2 separate regions of the Mus musculus genome follow, and region 2 is linked to region 1. A link is a contact called in public Hi-C data. All regions are on one chromosome and are shown on one strand. Each heading gives the region's core, a stretch centred on a gene start, on an enhancer-like site or on the middle of the called end of the contact. The rest is flanking DNA. Distances are from core to core; before and after follow the strand shown. Region 1 overlaps Clstn2 (calsyntenin 2). Region 2 holds the start of Clstn2 (calsyntenin 2).

Region 1 (4,886 bases), core at 454-2,953:
AGCTCTAAAACAATAGACTGTCTCTGATCATGAAGTGCTTGAACAATGAGATAGGCTTTTTCCTAAGGAGCCATGTCTAAGCTCCTGCCAGAAGGCCATCCTGTGCTCCAGCCACAGACCTGACAAAGGATTCTTGCCCATGTGGGAACCATCCAGCCGCCTCTCCCCCTGCACTCTCCTCCTTTCAGCCCTGGTGCCAAGTGCTGCCCTGGGCCCCTATTTTGTTCTCAGCTCATTGCAGTATCCAGTGTGGGATGCCAGAGGCTGAGAACCTGGTACCTGGGGCTGCCCCTTGTCCACCACCTGCCGTGTGGGGTCAGTGGCTTAACACAGCTAGATGCCCACCCGGGGCCATGTGGAAAGCGTGCGCAGTCCTCTCGAGTCTGCCTGCCCAGAGCACCGGAACTCTGGCGGTTCTCTCCCACTCCTTTCTTTCCCCCACACCCACGGCCCCGCAGGAGACATTGGACAAGATGATCTTGTGAAGCTTTAGGCCTGTTAGCCTGCTGTACATATCAGTGAACAACAATAGAAGACTGTCTCAGACAAGCTTCAAGCGGAGGCCTGACACCTCAGCTGACCTCCACATGCATGCTGTGGCATGAATGCACATATGCACACGTACATACACCCATACACATGCACACACGCATGACACATCTGTCTCTGACCTTCCAGGGGCACTAATCACATTGTTTCAGTTCTCCCTCCTGTCTAATCTGCAGAGCACCTTTAGAAGCCTGAGCCTGGTGGGCTTCCTCTCCACTTGTCAGGTGTCTGCATAGAGGTGGGCATACAGAAGAGCTCAGATGGTCTAAACATGCTGTGCATGCTAGGGGTATGCTTATCAAACCCTTCATGCTCAGGATGCAGGGATGCCTTCCAGCACAAGGGGAGAGGTGGCCCTTCAGATGCAAACCATGTGAAGGAGGCAAGGAGTGGTGGGCTTGGTCGTTTCAACATTCCTTATAAGCAAAGGTGGGCTGCGGGTCTGACTGGCTTTTCCTTCTTGTTTTAAGAGACATAGGACCATTATCCCAAGGCTGAAATGCACGTCAGGCCCTGGAGACTATTGAGTGCCTTGTTCTGGGGTAGTTGTGAGCACATGGCTCCTGCCAGAGATAGCTTTTCCTAAATAACTCCAACAGGAGTGGAGATGACGTCTTGGTAGCTGTGCAGACCAGTCCCAGTACACTCTATTTTTTGCTCTTTCTGTTTATTTTAAGGACGGAAGCAGTAGAGTGGTATGTTCTTTGAGGCTGGGGAATGGACCTAAAATTATAAAGTATTACTTCAGGGTATCCCTTTTCTCCGCAGTTTTTCAGAAAAAAAGTCACCATGTCATCGTTCTTTCACTGGTGGTAGCAGCTGGGCAGTTGGCTCCACTCGCCGTGTGTTGTCTAGAAGATGTTTTAAAGCTGTAGAATGATTCTGCTAATCACAGATGGATTCCCCTTGCAGCTGCAATGGGACTCTTCTCTAAGCCAGTGCTCAGGTCTGAGGGGACACATTTAGCCTACCTCTGGGAGTAGCAGCATTTATAGCTGTCTGTCCTGATGGGAGTCCCTCCTTATATAGGGGGTCTGTCAATGCTGTGTGAACTGGAATAGAAGCTGTGACGCATTTGAGCTGAGTTATAGGCTAGCCCTCTGCTCAGCATATAGCCTGTTCTCTGGGGCCCTGTGTGAGACACTGTCTCCCTGGAGGAGCTGAAGATGCAGAGACATACCATGAAGTAATGCTTCTCTGAAGAGGAAGGTAGAAGGGTAATGGGTAGAAGGAAGAGGGTATAGCCTGTGGGTTGGCCCAAGTTTCCAGGATGAGCTCTTACATCCTGCTGTATTACTCTGATCAGGCACATCCATGGGGACTAGGGTTTTACATCTACCAAGGCAGGCTGTAGGCAAACAGTAGCCATCTAGGTTGGGAAAGCCATAGAGGATTGTCCCCTTCTTTATACTTTGTGCTGGATCTCTCTATATAAAGCAATGTTAGTGATTGTATTCTAGCCTTGGGAATGTAACTTCAGGGTGTCCCCATCTTCACCCCTCTAGATTTCTACCTCATGGGACCCTCAGCCTTCCCACTCCCCTCCATCTCTCATGCGTCCCATGTAAAGCACACTGGCTGTTAGTAGATACTTAATCTCATTAATACCCATATGTTCCTCACCTTACGATGGGGTTAGCTCCCAGGAACACCTCAAAAGTGGAAAATAGTCTAATTTGAAGATGCAATGAGTAGACCTAATCTGATAAACACCACAGCTTGGCAATGATACACTGCAGGAGAGCTGCAGCTGAGGCTGATCTTTTCTACCTAGCAGTGCAAGTGAGCAACTCCACATATTGCTAGCTTGGGGGACATTAAAATTAGAGGCATAGTGGCTACTGAGTTATTAATGCTTTCCCGCCATTATAAGGTCAAAATTCATAAATTGGAACCATTTGAAGGCAAGGACTTACTGATAATTGCCATATTATAGGAGGAACTCAAATTCTATATCCTTAATGCTATTATTATTTGAAGTATTTACTGAATTGAGACACAACATGTCTTCCTTTCTTGGCAATTCCATTTATATGGGACCCTGGCCTTCCTTGGGGCTGTCTTCTCATTATTTCAAGATGGTCTCTATTAACATGATCCTAGGGTCTCCCCCACACTGAAGTTTTGGAGTCCTCTGGCTGGAGCCACCCAGATGAGTCCATATCAGACACAGGGGGAAGATAAGTCCTGCTTATGTGTCAGGCCTCATCCCTGTTACCATAGAAGATAGATGGTGTGATGGTCAGCTTTATGTGCTTCATTGGCTAAGCTAAGCTACTTAGATATTTGGCTAAATATTATTCTGGATGCTCCCAGAAGGCATCTTTTAAAACATGTTAACATTCAAATTGCAAGACAGCATAAAGCAGTTTGTTTGTGGGACTCAGATTTATTTTGAAAGATGTCCTCTACTGTACAAGAACAAGAAGGGCCATGTGCCTTTGAAATTGAGTGGCAGAATCAGCTCTTCTTGGGGTTCCCCCAAATCACATATCCAATTCTTAAAATATTTTGGTCCTCTCAATTATTTCTTCATACACACACACACACACACACACACACACACACACACACACACACACACACTGTTGAATCTGTTTCTCTGGAGAACCTAGCATACACAAATGGTACAGTCAGGTCTCTTAAAGAAACATTTGCCAGACATATTCCCAGGAAAAGCTCTCTGGGCCCAGAATACTGGATGAGCCTTTGCTGAGTGTAAAGCGAAGGAAAGCCATGTTTGAATTCATGTCCTAAAAACATGCTGGGGAGGGTCAGATGGAGACTGGTCTTAGGCAGAGGTGGAGGAGGATGGATTGATGGCAGCAGTGGGAATGGAGAGGAGAGGGGTGGTACGGAGCCGCACTAGAGCAGAGACACTTGGAGGAAGCAGGCCTCCGTACATGGATAAAGGAGAGTGTCAAGGTGACCAAGGTCTTACCTTAAATAATCACACATGTGGTGAGAATGACATTAATCAGAGATGATGAAGGCTGGGACAGTAGTTTAGGGGAGAAAGTGGCTTTTCTATGTGGCATGTCACATTGGGCGGAGCCTCTGGGACATCCTGTGGGAGCCCGCAGGAAACAGACTGGAAGTGGGAACAACTGGTGTGTGGGTGGGCACTTGAGCCCCATGAAGTGTGCAGAGTTCATCCCTGCCTTCACTGAGCTGGTTTTCCATAGGACCACATCAGCAGTGCCATCTGGGAGCCTGCAGACACAAGGTCTATACTGTTGATGAAGAGAGGGAGCATCAGTACCTGTCACCGGGCCTGGAAATAAAGTGTTAAACACCACCTGGTGCCAGTAAAGAAAAAGAAGAGAAAAACAAAAGACTCTGTTAGAACACCCCATCCCAAAGGGAAGAGGTTTGTTGGAATACCAGATAGCAATATTCTGTGGATATGTGTACATGTGCCTTTGTGCATGCTATGGAGAGCCCACATGTGCAGTATGAATAGCAGCATCTCTCTAGGTCCCTTATCATGCTCTCAGTTTAACTTACAAAGCACTCTTCTACTTCAGTGACAGCTGGGTCATTTCCATTGGCAGATGAGGACACTGATGGGAACATGCCACAGACAGGCTCCGTGTGCTGCAGGGGAGGACGGCTGCAGCTCGACCCCATGCCGCCTTCTCGTTGGTTTTCCAGGATGGCAGACCCAAAACCCAGTGAGTTCCAGGCTCCCTGGCCGGACCAGCATCCGATAACTCTTCCTCCCTTCCTACCCAGGATGGCCACCCTTAAGGCAGGACTTTGACACCAGTTTGTGAATGCATCTGTCTGAGTACATTATCTAAATTGTTATGGATCACCCTGGCTAATGGCAAAAGTAAAAACCGCTGTTCACTCAGTGAATAAATCCTTGGTGTTGATCAATCATTGCATGGCGTAGATTCTTTTAATAGGCACAATTTACACAGCGGCTTGGCAGACTGCGCTGTCTACTAATTGCACTTGGAAAGCGGATGCTGATCTCTGCTGTGCTGTAAAAATGTAAACTATAAATGACTTAAATGCCCGAGTGTGCCCTTCTCCACCCAGCACTCATTTTGCCTAATATTTAGATACAAATCAGAGAAAAAAACTACTCCCCTGTGAGGTGATAACTTTTATGATATGAGGCTCAGTGCTTCTCCCTGGTGATGCCTTGTAGCCATGGTTTCCCTAGGTCTCCACCCTTGAGGGAAGCCTCCTTGTTAGCTCTGTGGACCATCCCAGACTCCTGAGTGCTATGATGTTATTGCACACTCTTGAGGACTCTGAGTTCTTGCCCCTTGTGGTCCACTCATGGCTCCTGTGAGCTGATGGGATCTGTAGCTTCCTAAAGGGCT
Region 2 (4,939 bases), core at 2,006-4,505, 80 kb before region 1:
TTAGCTCCTGAAATTCTGAGTGAGGCCTTTAAACAAAAAAGAGCAAGTCAAGGACAAAGAGTGTGCCCCAACAAACCCAGAGCTGTGAATCACCACTTTGGTAATAATTGGTTACTTAAATGGTCATTACTCAGAGGTGATGAAGGATAGCGATTTAAAAAAAGTCAAACCCTAAAGCTACCTTTTCTGATCTGATCCAATTTTTTCATTGTTTATATTTCCCCTGTGCCTCTCCCCGAATCCATCACATATGGGGAAAAGATAGAATGTGGAATTGGGCAGATGTGAATTGATATTCTGCTCAATTATGTGAATGTTGATGTGTTATTCAAACTTTGGGAGGTAGAAATCCGATCACAATAAAGTAGAAAATAGCTACTGCTGTTGCAAGAATTAAAGAAGCCAGGAAATATACCACCCCCATTACCCAGTCCAACATGAGGGAATAGGGTCCATTGGTTGCTGGGCTGCTTGATACAATCCTTGTATCTGGAGTGTACCAGCCGACATGTACTGAATAGTGGTGCACGATATGTACAGAGAGCATGCCTAGAAGTTCTTGTGGTCTGAGTATTTTTAAGATACATTTACTCTAACCCATTTGGTCTTTCCCCTACCCAAGCAAGCCAAATCATGGTTCAACGGGCATTCCATGGCCTTAAAGTAGGTAAAGATGGGGACATTTTTGCATTTATTAAGCATTGACCACGCACAGCATATTGAGTGCCTCATATTCATTTTTCACTTCTTGTAATGACCTTAATGCAGTGGATATAGTATTGCCTAATCAATTACTCCCAAACACAGTGACTTAATGGAACAACCATTTATATTTTTTTAATTGTCAGCTGGACAGTTCTGATGTGTGCCCAGCTTGGCTGATCCTGCCTGAGCTTGTTCATGTGTCTGTGGTCAACGTGTGGGTTATTTGTGCTGATCAGGTTAAAGTAGCATTAGCTGTCTGGAACATCTCAGGGATGTCGTATCAGCGTACACCAATGTCTCTGACTCTCCTGCAGGTTTAGCCTGAGTTTCTTCTTATGACAGGCAGGTGTCCAAGAAAGAAAAAAAAAATCAAGAATGCTACTGTCCAGGGGTAGAGCAAACCACACAGCCAATCTAAAAGCCGGAGTGGGAGAGCGCCATCCAAGGGAACAGCTCCAGAGAACCATGACTAAACAGAGGCTACTGCAGAGCTTAATCTAGCAGACACTCTCATCCTCCTTCACAAGAAGCGAAGGATGAGAGACGTGCTGCACCTGTTGGTAAGCGCCCTTTCCCTACTGTGTTTCTCTGTGATGTTCTTTCCTGGCCATTTCTTTCTTGGGGATGTTTTATAATTCTCTGTTCTGCTTCTTTTCATTCTCTGTTCTGCTTCTCATTATTTGGTCTGAATTTGAAACTTCATGTCAAATACTTGGGACCAGATGACTTTAACAACAGTTAGCTTAAGGACCTCCAGGGATGATGTTCAGTCAGTAAGGAGGTTCTTGTCTGAGTAAACAAGGGGGGTAAATATCAGCCAAATGGGATGGAGCACAAAGGATAAAAAAATGGGTCGATTTTACATTTCTCTCATTCACTGGCTTCTCTGACTTTGCATGGTCAGCATCTACCTCCTTCTGGATTATAACTTTAAAATCTGAGAAGGGTGAGAGGTCTCTTGATGTTGGCTTGGAACTTGGTAGCTCTTTACCTTGGGTAAAGGAGTGACCTTACTCCAGAAACAAGAACAATAGCACAGGTGTTGCTTCATGGACTAAAGGGGACCTGCTGGCCAAAGAGCTGAGTCCCCTGCAGCCACCAGGATTTGCAGCTGTTGAGCACCTCTTGAGGTCTCAAATGTTGAAGTTTGTTTTTAACACCACAGTCTCCCAGTGTGCTGCCAGGACCACACAGGGAGGCTGGGCAGCAGAAGGCTCTTAATGTATTTTATGGCTTGGTTGAGTACTCCGAACTACACTTATTAATTATGAGATGCTGTTCAGTCAGTGTTGCAATATACACATTTGGCTAATTGATTTGTACAGGCTCATATCGAGCAACATAAAGAATGTGCAGGACCATAAAGCGGGGGACTTTAACTGCTTTCATCCCCTTTGGCTTCTCCAAGAGGGACAAAGACCTTGTGTCCTTCATTGCCTAACGGGGCATCCACAATCATTTAGTGCTCAGGAAATGTCTTGAACGGGATGATGAATGAAAGGATAATTTTGTTTGTTTCTGTGTTTTTTGTTTTTTTTTTGTTTTTTGGTTTTTTTTTTTTTTTTTTTTGCCTCATTTCTCAACTGCACATGACCCTTGGATCGTGAGAAAATAGTACATCTATGGAAATATAGTGATTTCTTCCGAGCGGTTAGTTGATTTTACTGGGAACCTTCTTGATCCTTTGGCAGCCTGATGGTGGTTGGGGGTGTATTGTGGTGGAGAACTATATGAACCCCACCTCCAGAGACAGTGTTCCTTGGCTTGAGATTTTAGAAGGCATGATACCAAATGGCATACTCTTACCTAGGTAGTGACAATGTAAAGGTGGCAACTTCTGAGGGAGAAGTTTGAATGTGCTTCCCACTGAAGACTGACAGTTGCCTTTTCTGACTTTAGCTAGTCCTTTTGACTCTAGCAGTGGCTGTGCCTGCTTCACTGAGATGGCACAGAGCCCGGGCATTGCTACGCAGGTCCTAAGTGATCTCTGCCCTACAACTCCTAGAGGCAGTGGCCTTTTGCAGCTCTAGTGAGCGCCTGGCGCCCTCCCCAGACCAGGCGGCATAGAGCGTCCATCCCTAGACCATATCCAAGGGCAGGGTCCACAGAGACAGCATCCTGGCCCCTCCGCAGGGATGTCGGTTCAAAGGGCGCATCACAGTAGGGTCGCCTGCATCTTTACAGAAGGTCCTCGGGCGATCACTTGGTTGTGGCGCTCGCAGTGCCTCGGGGCTGCAGTTTGGAGAGCCGCAGGGGGGGACGCCAGGCCCTAAGGCTCCCCTGGAGCCTCCCGCATGGGTTCCACCCGCCGGAACCGGCGCCTGACCGAGTCGGATCACGCGAGCGAGCGGCATAGGGGATGGCTGTGGAAAGTTGGGGGCCGGAGCTGCGAGGCGGGGGAGCGCGCAACCCCGCGCCGATGTCCGCGTCTCATGAATATGCACGAGCCACCTCCCTCCCTCCGTGACGTCACGGGCCGTCCCGGGGTGAGCGCTGGAGCCGCTCCGGGTCCGCGCCAGTGAGTGCTGCTGTTGCGGGAGAGCGAGCGACGCGGCGAAGGGCAGCGGAGGCGGTGAGTGAGGGCGGCGGCGGCGGCTCCAGAAGCGCACCCGGCAGCTCCAGGGAGGCGGCGCGGCAGGCACCGGCGGACACCAGCGGACGCCAGCGGACACCGGCAGGCGAGGCCGGCGCGAGCGGTAGGAGGCGGCGGCTGCAGCTCGGTGGCGGCTCAGGCGGCGAGGATGCTGCCGGGGAGGCTGTGCTTGGTGCCGCTCCTGCTGGCGCTGGGCGTAGGGAGCGGCGGCGGCAGTGGAGACGGCGGAGACAGCCGGCGGCGCCGCCTCCTCGTGGCGAAAGGTGGGTGCTGGGGAAGTTTGTTCCTCTTCTGGAAGGAAGCAGGGCGGGCTCGAGGGTGCAGACCCTGGACTTACTCGTCTAACACCCGCCCTTTCTTGTGGCAGCTTCGGCTTCTGCGCGCACCGTCCTCGAAGTGTGCGCCCTAAACTGTGGACCCAAGAGGTTCTCCAGCCCAACCTCTGGGCGGGGTCCAGGCGCCAAGGAGAAGGGGAGGTCTATGGAGTATAGAGAACTTTGGGGGCCCTGTGTGCTGGGGTGGGAGCATCGCGGGGCTTGGCTCAGGGATGCTTTGAGCAAGGCAGGACATGGGCGCTGTAGCGGGGGCTGGGGAGTGGGTGAAGCAGGTGTCTGTCTGCTTCTGCTTTGGGGGCAAGAACCAGGGGCGTCTTCAAAGCAGCGAGACGAGCTGGACTGGCACTCCAGCTTGAGGATGGCGTGGGAACTTGTAGGCTCCTGAAAGCCTTGCCCGCACCCAGGCGCTCCTCCTGCTCCTCCGCAGCGCGGGCTCTGGCTCCCCTGGGAACTCACGCCCTCAAGATGGGCAGAGTCCGGAAGAAGCGCGGGATGTGATGGTTGCTACTGCGGCTCACACTCTGCTTTTCTTCGGAGGACCGAGCCTCCGAGCCTAGAGCTCCTCTCTGGTCTTTATAGTTGATCTTGACCTCTCTAATCCTCTAAGATTCTCCTGAACGCTGGCGTTATCAGGGGAACCTGAAGCCCGCAAGCCCCAGACTTTGACAGCTGTCTGGGAGCGCTGGGAGAAGCGCAGGTTGGGGAGCCTGCATCTGGAGGGCGGGTCTGGAACAGAAGGTCACGCGGTAGCCAAAAGCTGGGAAGCATCGCAGGAGCCCAATTGGGGTGGATGATGGTGGGCTCAGGGAGACTGTAGCAGATTGCAGGATGGAGCGTTTGGCTTAAGTGGTAACTTGTTGATTCTCTGCACTGTTGACGAGGAGGGCGTGCTTTTGATTTCTGCCAGGTGAACGGGTGACATATGGTCCTTGGAATTCTGTCTGGCGATATTTTGAAAACAGAGTTTTTGTCCTTGTTGGAAAAAGATTCCCAAGTAGAGACAGCTTGATTTAGAGGTTTGTTGGCTGAGCTGGTATGAAAAGCACAGCAGCCTGGATCTCTCCGGAGACAGGGCAATTGGGGAAGCAGGCCATTCCATTTGCCTTGTCTGGACTTTGAGAGCGGCCTCTCCTGACATTTGCAAGTGATAAATTTGGGAAAAGAGGTGCTCCTATTCTTTTTAATCTATTGATTTCTGGTGACATAAAATGGAAAAGATTTTATGCACAGGTGTCTTTCTAACACGTACCTCTCCTCTTCCTCAAGGAGTTTCTTTTTCCCTTTCTTTCTTTCTTCCTTTCTTTCT

The links. A called contact is a pair of places that touch in the nucleus more often than the background predicts.
Region 2: a Hi-C map of olfactory sensory neurons shows a contact between it and region 1, with 4 times the contacts expected there. The contact joins the promoter of Clstn2 here to the enhancer-like site in region 1. A contact is called at or near these places in 1 of 39 promoter capture datasets (embryonic stem cells), 2 of 484 Hi-C or Micro-C datasets (olfactory sensory neurons and uterus) and 2 of 9 other capture datasets (adipose tissue and liver).

Annotation. Positions count from the first base shown.
Region 1 is chr9:97,950,453-97,955,338 of GRCm38.p6, reverse strand. All of the region lies in intron 1 of Clstn2 (calsyntenin 2), which reads left to right. Among named protein-coding and RNA genes, the nearest start is that of 4921534H16Rik, 51 kb to the left of the region's middle. Within about 2 kb of position 1,703, at least 7 of the 459 cell types and tissues checked have an H3K27ac peak or open chromatin away from gene starts, as enhancers often do. A contact at or near this core is called in olfactory sensory neurons, where this site is marked.
Region 2 is chr9:98,031,483-98,036,421 of GRCm38.p6, reverse strand. It overlaps Clstn2 (calsyntenin 2), which reads left to right and starts at 3,255. Exons shown (of 18, transcript NM_022319.2): 1 at 3,255-3,561. The coding sequence starts at 3,447.